Regions from separate parts of the Mus musculus genome. Here region 1 is linked to region 2. A link is a contact called in public HiChIP or PLAC-seq data. All regions are on one chromosome and are shown on one strand. Each heading gives the region's core, a stretch centred on a gene start, on an enhancer-like site or on the middle of the called end of the contact. The rest is flanking DNA. Distances are from core to core; before and after follow the strand shown.

What was found. HiChIP or PLAC-seq counts read pairs in DNA pulled down with a chosen protein or histone mark.
Region 1: a contact with region 2 is called in an H3K4me3 HiChIP or PLAC-seq map of forebrain, with 2.7 times the contacts expected there. The contact joins the promoter of F930026P19Rik here to the promoter of Clba1 in region 2. A contact is called at or near these places in 1 of 39 promoter capture datasets (pre-B cells), 10 of 484 Hi-C or Micro-C datasets (CD8 T cells, the HL-1 cell line, embryonic stem cells and 3 more), 6 of 115 datasets of contacts at active chromatin or transcription factors (embryonic stem cells, extraembryonic endoderm stem cells, forebrain and 2 more) and 2 of 9 other capture datasets (adipose tissue and liver).

The regions. Positions count from the first base shown.
Region 1 is chr12:113,134,748-113,141,436 of GRCm38.p6, reverse strand. F930026P19Rik (RIKEN cDNA F930026P19 gene) reads left to right here and starts at 1,297. Exons shown (of 4, transcript NR_165646.1): 1 at 1,297-1,379; 2 at 2,038-2,147; 3 at 2,553-2,700; 4 at 2,782-3,082. It overlaps Crip2 (cysteine rich protein 2), which reads right to left and starts at 1,201. Exons shown (of 7, transcript NM_024223.2): 1 at 823-1,201. The coding sequence starts at 865. Mta1 (metastasis associated 1) reads right to left here. Exons shown (of 21, transcript NM_001364622.1): 18 at 6,625-6,636; 19 at 5,609-5,640; 20 at 5,005-5,156; 21 at 4,231-4,919. The coding sequence ends at 4,769.
Region 2 is chr12:112,805,683-112,813,383 of GRCm38.p6, reverse strand. It overlaps Clba1 (clathrin binding box of aftiphilin containing 1), which reads right to left and starts at 4,409. Exons shown (of 5, transcript NM_145450.3): 1 at 3,576-4,409; 2 at 2,374-2,510; 3 at 1,072-1,201. The coding sequence starts at 3,995. It overlaps Gm52004 (a long non-coding RNA gene), which reads left to right. Exons shown (of 3, transcript XR_003950270.1): 2 at 1-1,482; 3 at 1,986-2,393.

The sequences.
Region 1 (6,689 bases), core at 48-2,547, 330 kb before region 2:
CCAGGAGGTTAGCAGATCAGGAACCAGGGGATGCTTGATAAAGGTGATTGCCTTCAGGGGCTACCTTAGCAGGAACCAATTCCTGCATACCATAGCTTCCTTCCCAGATGGCCTTGACCTCCAAGAGGCCAGGGTCCTAGTCACCCAGTGCACTCTCAAGCTCATGGAGAAATACGTGTCACCATGCCCCACCCCGGGTGAAACTGCAGAGGCAAATGGCCAAGAAAAGGAGCAAGCTGGGGCATGTAAGAGGCAGAAGCCAAGGTCGCCCCCGCTTGGACTGAATCCGAAATCCCAGACCTGGCCCAACGGCCTGGGCAGAGGTCGAAGTGAGCACTGGGGTCACTCACTACTATGGGTCACACTAGTGGGCCCATGTGCAGGCTGGGAAGCAGCCATAAGGTGAAGAGATGCCGGAAACCAGGGGATCTCAACGGACCAGTCTCGGGCGTCGGACCTCATTGGATCCCGCCCCGAAGAGCGTCCCTGAAGAAGGGCGATAAGCTGAACATGCGGGTGGCCAGGAGGGCGCTCCTGGCCCCGGCCGACCAGGACTTTGCGTACCTAGACCAGTGCCTACCGAGCGCTTCGGAACCCACCCGACGCCACCCGCTTCTCCAGAATCCCAGATGGTATCCCTCGCCCCGCGTAGCACTACCTTCGAGCCTCGGGCCGCACCCGCGAAAACAGCGTGGCGAGCTTAGCTACCGATCGGATCGCGCATCCCAAGACGGTGGCTGCGCACCCCATCCGTGTACATTCCGGGGTGTGGCTCTCAGCCAGGAGCCTGGAGGCGAAGGCGGACGGCGGGTGGATACTCACCGAAGTATACGGTCTTGTCACACTTGGGACACTTGGAGGCCATGGTCGGTGCGCTCGGTCGGTCCGCGCCCTCCACCCGCGCTCGTCTCTGTGCCGCCGCCCGCGCCTGCCCCGCCCGCCCCCGGACGTCGATTGGCTCCGAGACCTGGGCGGGGCCTCTGGAGCCCGCCCCCTAGACGCCAGCAGCTGGGCGCGCTGCAGGCGGGGCGCACCTGCCAGGGTCGGAAGGGCCCGGCCTAGCGCCCCCTACCCCGGAGTGAGGTGGCGTCCACAGGGATCGCCCGAGGATTCCATGGCCACATAGTGATCTCTAGCTGTAGAACGGACTTGGGATCCCCAGCTTTAGGTCTCGAGGTCCGGGCCTGCTCGTGGTAGAAGGGGGCACGAGAAGCCCGCGGGACGCGCCCCCGCCCCTCGCGCCTCCCGGCGCCGCCTCCCTTTGTTGCCTCGTTTCTATAGCAACGGTCTCGCAGCACAGAAGCACGAAGCATCGGATTCCGGGCGGGGCGCCGCGGTCCTGTCTGTGGTGCTGAAGGAGGGGCGGGCGAGGCTCACTTGTAAGCGCCACCACTTCCAAAAACAGCTTAAGAAACCACTGGGATGAGTGGGGGCGGGGTGGCGTCAGCCAGAGCAGGCTCTGACGGGGCCGCAGGTGCACTTGCCTCTAAGGCACTTTTATCCTTGGAGGAATGGGGTACCTGCGAATTTCCTCCGCGGCAAGTGTTGTGGGCTAATACCCCCTTCTGTGAGGTTGCTGCTGCTCTTCCTCAGACTAAGAGTCTCTGACTCCCACAATGCTGGCCCCAAAGCATTCTGTAGAGCAGCAGAGCCAGAAATCCTGCTTGTCCTCAGAATAGTCCCCTTCCAGTTTCCTTCCCACTAAGGGCTTGCTTGCCGTCCCACCCTCCTTACTTTCTGACTCCCATGGACCTACAGGCCTCTCTCTGAGCCTCTTGACCCAACCTGAGCCTTGGGCCTGGGGAACAAACACTCTACAAGTCTCAAACCCTGATGACCCTGCCCAGTATGGACAGCTGACTCCAGAGAAACCCCTCCCACACTTTCCTCACTGCCGTGCTGGAGACCCACATTTCATTTCTGTGTCCAGCCCATGGACTGGGAGCCAAGTGGTCCCAGGTACCAGGCATGTTGGTAATCCCTGGCCTACTCTTATAGCTCCATGTGGTGGCCTTCCTTTGTACACATATCCTGCAGTAACTGCCATTTCCATGGTGACAACAGCCCAGAAACGTGCCACCCCCTCCAAGCCTGACTGACCAGCCAGACCAGCTCCCCCTGGCACCTGTGGACACATGCCAGCCAAGGTGAGAGGCAGGCAAGGAAGCCTTCCTGGACAGACCCTTCGCTCACAGCCAGGTTCCTGTTCAGGCTGAATGTATAGGTGTCCTGACTTCCAACCCAAGCATCCATTACTGCGCCCCCTCCAGCTTCCCATTTAGGAGTCCTGTGGACCTCTAGGTACCAGCCTGCTTGACCACTCCACCGCTAATATCTGCCGTGAAAGACAGGGCTGACTGGGCTAAGCACAGCTAGTCTTCTAAAAAGGCCTCAAGGGTGCCCGGCCACAATGAGAGTGGATAGGAGTAGGCCCCCTCCCGGGGCAATCCTGGCTGGATGCCCAGGGCGAGAAGGGGATGGAGAGGGCCGGGTAAGAGTTCCTAATTGCTGCTTCTGTCCTACCTCCTCTGCTGGGTCCCTGGATGATGAAGGAGGGCTATGGGGCTGTTGTGAGCCTGGCAGGAAGGCACACGGGCCAATGACAAACAGTAACCTTGACCTCCACACCTGAGGCTGTAACAGGATCGCATGGGCAGGCACAGAAAGGCACCTCTGGACACACACCAGCCAAGGGAAGAGGTAGGTAGAGGCTTCCACAGTGCCTTTTGGGACAGGGTCCCTCCTTTCTCAGCTAGGATGGACTCATTTGTGTCCTGGTAGATGGTGTGGTGTGGAGCAGGTCAGCAGCTCTCTTCTCTAGGGCCCCAACAAGATAAGAAATACAGTGGAATTCTATCTTCACGTGTCCTGTCATCCAGGGCAGGGTCACAGATCTACCGTGGGAACCTATGGCCAGGAATGGTAAGGCCTGGAATGGAGGCTCTGAGCTACGTCCAGGTCGTCAAGTCAGCACCAGTCTCTCGGGTCACTGCCTGACCATTGTAGAATGGGTCCTACCTGTTTTTCTCATTAAAAGGCTTCAGGATAGTGTAGATTACTTTCCTGGGCCCATGAACCACCAGCCTATGTCTAATTCCCGTTCTTCACCTTGGCTTTCATGTCCAATAGTCTTGGCCCTGTTTCTATAGTGGGCACTGGAGCCCACTTAGGAATGTCAGTAAAAAAGAGACCTGTGTCTGTGGAAAGCTGAGGGAACTAGGCCAGAAGGGGCTTCGTCTGGACCTCGATGGAGCCATGCTCCCCAGACTCCCGATGGGAAAAGGACTCACAGGAGGCCCTTGAAGAGAGTAGTGGAGGACAAGGTAGAGGCCAGAGCAACCGGGAGAAGCCCAATGACCCTGGGGACGTGAGTAGGGTATATGTCACAGCACTGTCCCGGACACCTGGCCTGTCACCCCGATAAGCCCCATCACAAGCTCAGGGAAGCTGAGATACCCCTTATCTGTATCTCAAGTGGGAACATAAATGGTTTCTATTTTAATCCCGACTGCGATTTCTACACATCACAGGCGCCTGAGGAGGGCAAGGGGGGCCAGGAGGCAGGGGCCAAAAGACTCCACTGTTCCCAGAAAGGGTCTGAGCCTCCTCTTGGCCAGCTGAGGCTGCAGCAGCCTGAGGGGCGATGGCCTGCAGAGCCAGACCTCCTCTCTCCCTCCCGTAGCTGGCCAGGCCCGCACCTGTCTCTGGGCCTGCGAGGCTAAGCGCAGGCAGAGATAGGATTTCTGAGCAGAAATATGAGCAAATTCTTGAGAAAAGCACACCTGCCAGGGCAGCACAGCTTAGCACAGAAAGCCCGACAGCTGGGGCAAGGGATCTGCTGGGCACAGGGGGTGGGCCCTGGACCTTAAGCTTCTGTGCCAAGCTGACCCAGGTAGAAAACCCTGGTAGAAAAAAGTTGTGGGGCCTCAGGTAGGGTCAGCTCTCAGTGTGGCACGTGAGACACTGTTTCTGCACAAGGCATCCTCTGTGCCCAGTCCCCCTTGGAAGGGCAGCAGGCCCTTGACCAAAGGCCTACAGGAATAGGTCTCAGAGTGATATTCTCTGCCAGCCTGAGTAAGACCCCCAGCGCTAAGCTGACCCTAGCTATGGCTACTGCCCATCTTTCTGCCAAGGGATGCCCTGGGTATTCTGGGTATTGGAGCAGCCTAGGTTCATGGCCCTAACTAAACCAGGAGAGGGACTGGGAACAAAAGACGCAGAAGGGCTTGGTGGGGTTTTCCTTTTTATGAGATTTTTTTCTTTGTTTTTGTTTAATATGAAAATTACTTGAAAAGACAGGGGACCAACCCTGCAGGCAGCTTGGCCGCTGCTGGCTGCTGCACCAATCCTAACATCCAGGTGTAAGTTACAGAGCTCAAGTTCATCTACAAAAAAGTAATAAAAATAAAATTTAAAATGGCACCTTCAACAGAACACAACAAAACCTTAGAGCCCACCCCGGGTGAGAAGCCCTGCAGCACACGGCCCAGGGCGCTCCTCAGCTCTGCTCCAGCCAGAAAGTAAACACAAAGCTAAAAAAGACTCCTCCTCGGTGTCTCGGAATAAGTTAGACCACACTTCTTCCCCACATGTCCACCAGAGGAGCAGTTTCTCTGCATGTGAGGGCGGGAGTTGGGGCACTACGGAAACAGAGGGTGGGGTGGGCAGCAGTCTGGTGGGGGAGGGAGGCCGCTTGGCCTCTGCAGGCCTCACTGGATACTCTGGGGCTGATGGAGGGGCCCAGGCAGGCCACGGTGTGGGTGACCGCCTAGTCCTCAATAACAATGGGCTCATCATTGACTGGTGCAGGTGGGGGTGGCCGCAGCGGCAGGGCCTGGCTCTGGCGCAGGGCAATGGGTTTGTAGGGCCGGCGGGCAGCACGCTTGGTTTCTGAGGATGAGAGCAGCTTTCGGATTTTCCTGTGGGAAGAGGTAAGCCAGTACAAATCAGAGGGTGGTAGCTGAAGACTCTCATATCCCGTCCTTTCCCAGAAAAGGCTCCAACCTGGTCTCTTCGGTGGCCATGTAAAATACATCATCTGGGGCGTCGATCCAGTTCATTCGCCGCCGCTTGACTGGAGGCAGGGAGCCACCACGGATTAGGCGCACTTTGGTGGGGTAGGACTTCCCATTGAGCAGGAGATTCCGACTTGGTCCCTGTGGTGAACAAGAGGTATGGACACAGGAAGACAGTACCCTGACCTTACCTTATAACCCTCAGCCCGAGACCCTAACCTCCTGGGCAGCCAGGTCTCAAGGCTCCACAGCTAACTTACAGCCCAGGTAGGGAGCCCTGGAGGGCTGTAGAGACCTGAATGCACTGGGTCTACGCTACCTGTTAGATCTGGCCAGGGCTCCCAGATGCTCTCTGCATGGCACATGGTGAGGAGCGAGAGCTACCTGGGCCACTTCCCCAACACCTTGAGGGATGTGTGCGAACACAGAAGCATGTGTGTGCGAACACAGAAGCATGTGTGTGCGAACACAGAAGCATGTGTGTGCAAACACAGAAGCATGTGTGTGCGAACACAGAAGCATGTGTGTGCGTACACAGAAGCATGTGTGTGCGTACACAGAAGCATGCCAATTCCCTAGTCACCCATTCTTACCATGTGCCTGGTCTGTCCATGGTTTGCCAGACCTGATGAAAGAGAACACAAAGTGAGGCCAGAGCAGGGGAGCATGCTATGCATCCACACTGACTGCCAGTGCTTCTAAGGCCAGGCCACAAAGGTGGAGGTGGGGGATGGACCTCCTGAGGCAACCCCTCCAACCAAAGCCCACACCCAAGGGGCCTGCCTGTAAGATGTCCTCAGCTAGCTCAGGTGGTCTCACTCATAGCCCTGCCGACCCTGAGGGCCACCTATACCCTGGCCAGCAGAAGATTTGGCAGTCTGGCAGTCTGGGGCCCGGGTCTGACGCCAGGCTAAGGTGTGCGTCAAGTGCACAGCTGCAGGGCCGTGTGTGCCTCATCCTCCCTATGGCTGCTTAGGGCAGCAATCGTCTGCTGCTTGCTCAGAATGCAAACAGCAGACGCTAGGTAGGAAACAGATCTCTGATGACAACAGCATGCTTGTAGGCTGAGGGCCTAAGGAGAAACTGAGATGTCACTGGAATGAGGCTGAGAGGCAAAGCCTAGGCCCTGGCATCCCACCGCAGCAGGAGTGCCAGCTGTGGTCCACAGCTGGAAGCACTGCATCACAGATCTGCCATGGGTAAGCGCGTGTGCCAAACAGGTCTCTGGATGGCCTGGCCCCAAGCAGGGAACAAGACAGGACTCCTCTACCATGCCTGGCTAGTGCCACTGGATGGACCCCATGACAATCCGCCAGTTACCAAACCCTTAAAAGAAATATTTTGAGACAGGGTCTAAACATGTATCCCAGCTACCTGGAACCCAAGATCCTCCCAGCTTCAGTCTCCCAAATGTGGATTTACAGACTAGCCTGTCTCTACGAAGCAACAGCCTGCCCCATGCTCTCTACCTGCAGTCTGCCCTTTTCCAGAATCCTGGATCCAGCCTTTCTCTAGCAGCTCATTTGGCTCTCGGGGACAGCCTGCTCACAGTACCTACTGGGACCCCAACCTTGTGCCCACACAAAGCCCTATCACAAGAGCTACTTACCCAGGTAAGTGCCTGCCAGAGTGAGGAGGCGGCAGAGAGAGAAGATACACACTAGAGTTAAGAGT
Region 2 (7,701 bases), core at 3,160-5,659:
GGGGGGTCACCTGGTGGCTTCGAACCCCACCTAAGGGACCTCTCAGGTAAACACCAAGTCAACCCATCACGTTGCTTTGGGTGTCTCAAACGTGCCCAATCCCACATATGCCACATATTCATATAGAACTTGCCCTCACCCCCCCCCCACCCTGGCCCTACATACACTACCTGTGAGCAGGCACCCGGGCTCCTGCCTATCCTCCTCCACCCACACGGTAGCACTTCCTGGCATTCTGTGACCCAGCCATCCCTTCTTTCCACTTTCGCTGGCCCACATGCACCCTCTCTCCTCCCACATGCACCCTGTCTCCTCCCTCATGCCTGTTGGTGTAGACTCCTGTGGGGTCCTGCACACATCTAAGGATAGCATGCTACTCAAGAGAGGCAGGACACCCCACCGCCGTCTCACCGTGTTCCAGTCTCATTCTGAGAAGTGAGTGATACCGAGAGCTTGTGTAAGATGGTCTTCCCAGTGCTGAGAGCAGGCAGGTATCCCCACTACAGAGACTCTCTGTCCGACATCACCCTGCCCTGTCACAAGTGTGTCATGCTAGTGTGGCTGGCACAGGGCAGTCTCTACCTCTCTGTGGCCATTTCTTAAATAGGAAGAGATTCCCACAGGCTTCCATGGTGGGGGCTAGTGGTCAGCTGATGGCTTTTCAGAAGTGATCGGATCCTGAGGGCTCCTTCCTCGTGCATGGTATTCGCTGCATTAATCCACCAGTGGGCTCATGATCCACCAGCATTACTAACAAGGGAAGGGAGTTTTAGGCCTAATTCTGGCTGAAGGACGTGCAGCATGGGTGGTGTGTCCTTGAGGGCTACAGCTTGCCTCTGATTGCTATTGTCACAGCAACCCGTTACTGTTCCTCTGCTTTCTGTCCACTCTGACACTTCCTTTCTATGACACCTTTCATCTCAGCACAGGCCCAGAAACATGGAACCCCACCACAGGCTGAAGTTGCTAAAAAGTGAGCCAACATAAATCGTTTCTCGCCTCCAGTTACTTTGCCTGGTGCGTCTCTGCAGCAAGCAGAGCCTGGCTGCCACCCGACCCAGGCCTCCTTACCTTCTGAGCAGCGTCTACACCAAGCACAGGAAGGAGGTTTTCCCGACAGTGAGATTCGCCCCAGAGACACCTCGAAGCAGACGCAGTGTCGGTGTTCTGCAGGGCTCTCCAGAGCTTCCTAGATTCAGAACTGGGAGAAAGATACAGTCACGACAGGGTGCCTCAAAGTCTTCCAAAACAATCCCTCCAGCCCAGCCCTGGCTCTCGTTAACCCAACGTTCACTATCAACCTGTCTTTCCTCTTATCTCTCACATGTGCCCTGCCTATGTATCTTCTCGGAGAAGGCCGGAGGCCAGATCCACTGGTGTGGTTCAAGCAAGTGCCTACCGCCGTGCCGGTCCCACATTAGATGCTCACGAGCTAGGATGACTCAATGAGGAAACACACAGAGGAGCCTGAATCGTGGCCCTGTGAGTACTGTGGGCCGCAGGGTGCCAAATGCTGGGTTCCCTCCTTTTTCCAAACACTCAAGTGTTTCTGAACATACAAGAGTGTTCCACCCTAAAGCAATACCCATCCTCCTGTCCCAGTGCCTAGCCTTGCCAAGCCTGACACCTGGGCCACCTTGGGCCTCTGAAGAACTTGTCCACGGCACAGCCACGACTAGCCTGCTGGGGCTCTCCCCATAGGCTATGCTTTATGGGAGCACCAGACAGCCAGGCACTGTTGGTCAAGGCCTTTGGGCCCCTGTGGAGAGTCTCCTGGGCAGGTTCTGGGTTGGCCCTGCATGGTGGTCAAAATAGATATGACAAGAGCCCAGAGTGTGACAAGGTTCTAAAAATGCCCGGGCCTGCTCGGAGTGTGCAGAGACCCTGAAGCATACCAGCCAGTTTTCCCTGGGCCCTGGGTGACAGAAAGCCTTCTCACCCTACCTTCTGCTCACTCAGTGCCTCAAGACAATCTCTTTTGTCAGGCCCTTAACATTGCTACTGTCAGCTGAGAGCATGTCCCTACCATGGCCAGTCAAACACGACGACGTGTGACTTTCTCCCGAGGCACACACAAGATAACCCTGAAGGTCAGTGGCTGTCCTGAGCTGTTTCCTATGACTGTGGCTGAGGGCCATTAGGGTGTCAGGGACCACTGAGCCAAGTCGCTAACAGCAGCCCTGAGAGGCCACACCAGGGGCACGACTGCAGTATTCATCTCTGCTGCCAGTCCCTCTGGAATGCTGTGGCCCACAGGTGGCCACGGGGACACTGCACCCTCTAGGAACAACCAAAAAAGCTTTGTGAAACCACATTAGCACACAAGAAACGCAGCCACAGCGCCACGGCGCAGTTCCGAGCTAAGTTCATTACCAGAGTCTCGGCACAGATGCAGCCCCTTCATTGCTTCTTTCCAAGAAATGGTCCAGGGAGCAAACGTCTTCAGGAGCCTGTTCCACGGCGACTTCTTGAAACGCAAGCCTAAAAACCTTCTCATAGCTGGGAATGGACTGGAAAGGAGGAACGTCCCAAGGTTAGGAGCAACGTACATACATTAGGTCACCTTGTCCCAAATACTCCACTCTAACATAAGTGTATTTAGTCCCTGGCTGCGTGCTCGGTTGGTGTTGCCGTCACTGACGACCGACGACACCACTACTCAGAATCTCCAGGCTATGTAAAACACAGTGAAAAACCACAGGCTCGCACATCTAAAACCCTGTCGGGGACACGTGGGGAACACTGTCCCTGTTTCCGTGTTGAGGTGCTGAGAAGTCTGTGTGAACGCCAGTGGGAAACAGGACTTCACTGTGGAAGGCTGTGAGTCAGGTGGGGTGGGGTGGACAGTCTGACAGTCTGAATCAGGTGGTGGCAGAGGCGGGGGGGGGGCTGGCAGGCGTTTGGGTTTTGTGTGAGTGTCCCCTGTGCCTGTGGTCTGCAGCTCAGCTGGGTACGCTTTCCTACACTCATCCAGTGTTTTCTGTAAACTTCCCACCATGCACAGATATTTTCTAACACTTCAACCAAGGTGGAGAAAGTGCTCGCTTTAGAAAGAATGTTAAAGCGCTGACTGCAGGAGGAGTGGCCCTCACAGCAGGCTACCCTGCCCCCACCTCTTTCTATTTATCCTCATCTGTGTTTGGGGTGAGCCACTGAGGGGAATGGCTCCGAGGCAGTGGAGGAGGCAAAGGTGTGGTCAGCTCTCAGGGCTGTGTGGGACCCTATGTCAGTCCCCTGACCAAGCCCTCTGTTCCTTGTCCTCCCCCCCCCCCCCTTTTTAGTTTGTTTTTCAAGATTAGGTTCCTCTGTGTAGCCCTGGCTGTCCTGGAACTCACTCTGTAGACCAGGCTGGCCTCGAACTTGGAGATTCGCCTGCCTCTGCCTCTTGAGTGCTGGGATTAAAGGCGGGTGGTGCCCAGCTTCCTTGTCCTCCTTTTAAGCAGAGGACAGCCAACCACACAGCAAAAGACAAACTAGGTGAGAAGAGAAGGCTAGCCAAACCCCCACATTCCCAGGGCACAGAGACTTGGGCAAAGTCTAATGACAAAATACTTCCCACTCAACCACGGAAATACCTCTGAAGATGGGCCAGCAGCAGTTCCTGTCACCCAGGGTCCACCCTGCTGCACCTGGCAAGAACTGCCCTCTTCGGGGACTGAAGGGGTTCTCAGCGGCTGACATTCCGTGGCTCTCCCCAGGAGTTCAAAAGACTGAGAAAACTGCTCCGACTTAGCTGAAGACTCCCGGAAGCCTTCGAACTCTCCCCACCCGCCGCTGAGCTCCCCCGGGTGTGGACAGCTGGTGGGAAGACCCTCATCCAGCCTGGAGCTGTTAGCGTTCGTGTCCGGCAGAACCACGGGACCGTCGCAGCAGATCCGCCTCCGTTCCAAACCATCACCACTCTGTCCTCTAGCTGTCTGGTGGGGGGACCCCTCTCCAGGCTCCTCTGCGAGGTCACTCACTGACTCTCTCCCCACCTCCTGCCCGCCTTGCATCTTGGTGTAGCCAGGCCAGCCGACCCGAAGGAAAGCTGCTCAAAAAACATGCAGCGGCTGAGCTGGAGTTGCCCAGGGCTTCCTGGGAGTGTTCACGTGCCTCCGTGGAGTCGACCCCTCCTGGCACTCGCGGATGACTAGTCCGGCACGGGGGCGTATCCTAGGGCCAAACAAGTGAGGCGAAGGAGGGCCTGTGGGCAGACGCAAGTCCTGGTGGATGAGCTGCAGAACCCGGTCTGCGAGGCCGGAGGCTGAGGGCAGGGAGCTCGGGGATCGCGTCCCAGACGGGAGTCTCGCGGGCTCCGGGACCAGGTCCCAGGCGCAGACGGAGGGGGTCCCGAGCTCCCAGAGGCCCGCAAGGCGCGCACCCACCTTCGCCGCCGCGACGCGCCTCCCGGCGCCCGGCGGGGAGATACTACAGCCAGCTTAGCCGGCAACCAGCGCCGCGCGTTGCCCGGCAACGATGCGTGCCAGCAGGCTTCCGGCGTGCTTTAAGTGTCGTCAGCACGCCACCGTGTGGCGTGGCCAACAGCGCCCCGCCCATGCCCATCCTCTCCCGACTACCACTTATGTTGCTGCGGACTGGAGGATGCTGGCAGCTCTGCAGTGGGTCCCAGCCTGCTATCGTGACTGGTCTTTCTGCCTCCCCCGCCCTACAAATATCGGTGGGAGCAGTTCTCTTTTTATTATGGCGCCCAGTGCCTCTGTGTCCGATATGTCCCTTGCAGTCGCATACCTGGCCCTGGAGTAAGGCCACTGCCACGGTACTGGCCCCTCATCCCACACCCTCCGGCCCTGGTTCCTTGCTCTCCTATTGGATGCTTTCTCAAGTCTGGAAGCTATGGGGAAAACTCTGTCTACCTGATTTAGTTCAGTTCCAGATCACATTCCCTTCTGCAAGAATGAGCGTCTACTGCCTGCAGAGTAGGAGAGCCACTGCCCTGCCTCGTGTGCTCACAGTCTGGGCCGGGTCACCAGCCGGACCCAAGGCGGAGCAGGGTCAGTCTTGGTCATGGACAGGCAGAGACTCACAGGCCCCTGCAGGGCCCTGATGAACTAACCTTGCCCCTCTCCCAGCCCCAGCCACAGAAATCCTTGGCCCTTTCCATATGTCCCCATCCTGAGCTTCATGAAGTCAGCCTTCAGCCTGTCACATCTTTATCCAAGTCACCCTAGACTAGCAGCCATTAACAACCTCCCCTGAGAAAGAGGTGGGTCAGGCCTGCATCTAAACCCAACTTCAGCCCCTTCCTCTATACTCAGATTTCCCCCTGGACTTCCCTAGGCCCTGCTCTGTCCTTTGCATGAATTATGCAGTCCCTCATCCCCTGCCTCCTCAGGAGAACTACTGGAAAATTTGATTTAAAAGTGACAAGATGAGATCATTCGCTGCATCTTGGACCACAGCCTTCCCCATTCCCCTGGGCAGACGAGCCTGGCACTGTTCACTGAGGCTTGCGGGCAGAGAGCTCAGGACCATGGCTTGGTGCAGCTATTCCCAGCTTTCCCAGTGGCCCGGTAGGATGGTGCAGACACAGTCTGTGTTTACAGACACTGGCTTGTTTGCCTCACTCTGACCCAGCAGGTCCTGCTCTCGGTCCGTTCCCAAGGCTCCAGTTCCCCTCACCTGCTGCCCTTGCTGACTTTGACGTCTGGGGAGCTGGAAGGACAGGAAAACTGAGGCCTGGGCCCACAGTGGGACACACAGTGGCAAAGGACTGGGCTGCAGCGGGTCTTCCCACCTTTAGTGTCTCCTCATGTCTGTCTCGCTTTCAGCTCTGAAGCAAGACTTCCAGAACGATTCCAGTTCTTCTGAGTCCACGTTGGGGTGATCTGTGTGACCACTGAGCTGAATGATGGTCCCCAAAGATATCCACGTCATAAAATCCAGAAGCCATGAATATGAGACCTTAAAAAAGGGAGGGGTGTTCTGTATGAAACTAAAGAGGTGAGAAAGCTGGGTATGGTGGCATAGGCCTGGCACACCAGCCCTGGAAAAGATGAGGCAGGAGGATCAAAAGTTAGAGGCCAGCCTAAGCTACATGGTGAGTCTGAGACTAGCCTGGACTAAATGGTGAGACCCTGTCTAGAAGGAGGGAAGACAAGAGAGACGGGTGGAGAGAGGTGTGTGAAGATCCTAGCAGTGTCCCCAAGACTCAGGGCAGCAACCATGCCAGCATCCCGGATAGGCAGAGTGAGCGCATGTCATTCTAGCCCAGTCTGTGATATTTTTTCATAGCAAACATGGTAAACTGATAGACCTCGGTGCACCCTGGGGACCTTACTGAAAAGATGCTGCCCTGAATGGACAGAGGCAAATTTAACGTTGGTGCCTAATAGTGACTGAAGGAGGTCAGACAGCCCAGATAGGTGGGCAAAGGAGGCAGTGGCTCTACTTGGATCTGTAGAGCAGGGTGGGCCAGAGGGTAGAGGGGCCTAATGTCAGGGTGTGAGCAGCTGGGCTGTGAGTCCTGAGTGGCCGTGAAGGGGCAGAGCCAGTGTGCTGGGGGAAGGAGCCCTGACCGACTTCTAATCCCTCACTTGTCCCTCCCTCTCTTCCCCCGAGTTCTTCTGCCCCAGGGTGGTGCTGCTGTGCCCAAAGCCTACAGTCAACCTGGTGGCTCCCAGGTCACCTGACACTAAGGACTGGTTGAAGAAGCTGTCCTAGAAGTCACAGGGATCTTCCCGTGAGGTGGCAGGGGTCACATCCCTGTCTCTGCACCTGTGGTTTCTGGGCCGTAGGGCCAGTCCGGAGCTGCCCAAGTGCCGGGTTGGCCTGCTTAGTCTACTCCTTTAGGGGCAGCAGGGCACCCCAATATGCCCCTCCAACTCCCTACTTCCTAATCCCGGCTGTGTTCTGAGCTACATGGACACAGGGATAGGAAGGACCTAGGGGCCATGCCCAGACCAGACAGATATTCAGCACTGGGGAAGATGAAGCAGATGGAGGCAGGGCCCCTGTGTTCAGGGAACTGGGGTGGTGGGACTCTGGGCAAGGGCCTCCCACTGTGGACCTGCAGGCTTGGAGCCTGCAGGCGAGGGAAGGACTGAAGTAGGCAGGGTGACTTGTGGGAAGAGTGGTCACAGATGCCACCACCTCCTGCATGCCTGTGGGCTAGGGTGGGGCAGGGCCATGATGATAGCAAAACTATTTTTGCCATGCTGCTGCGGCTGCTGCAGGATGCATCAATCATTGATGCTCTGGGCATCACGGCCAGCTTTTCGGGAGAGGCAGTGGAGCATCGGGTCAGGCAGGTGGGTGGTGGCAGTGAGCGAGGCAGCCACAACCATATCAGGCCCAACCCCCTCTGGACCTCCAGCCCCCCCCAAGGGTCCAGCTTTGGTGGTGGTGGAAGATCATGGGGTATTACAGAGCTACATAGCACCCCTGAGTTGATGTTTAGAAGGGGTGGTGGTGAGAAGCCTTTGTGTACTGGCTGTGGCTGTGAGTTGGGTCATTTCCCCACATGCTGGGCAGGGGGTATCAATTCCTGAGCTAGACTTGGCCACAGGAGCTTTCCCCAGCAGGGCATCTGTCTCCAGAGGAGAACACAGGGAGGAGGCTGGGGCTGGAGTGTGGTGCCGGGAACTCCTGGCAGCACATTGCTCTGCAGCAGAAGATGGCCAGGCTTTAGAGTGGGGGAAGGGACAGTAGACGGAACATAGCAGGTTCCCCACCACACACACCTTCCTCCCCCGTTCCTGT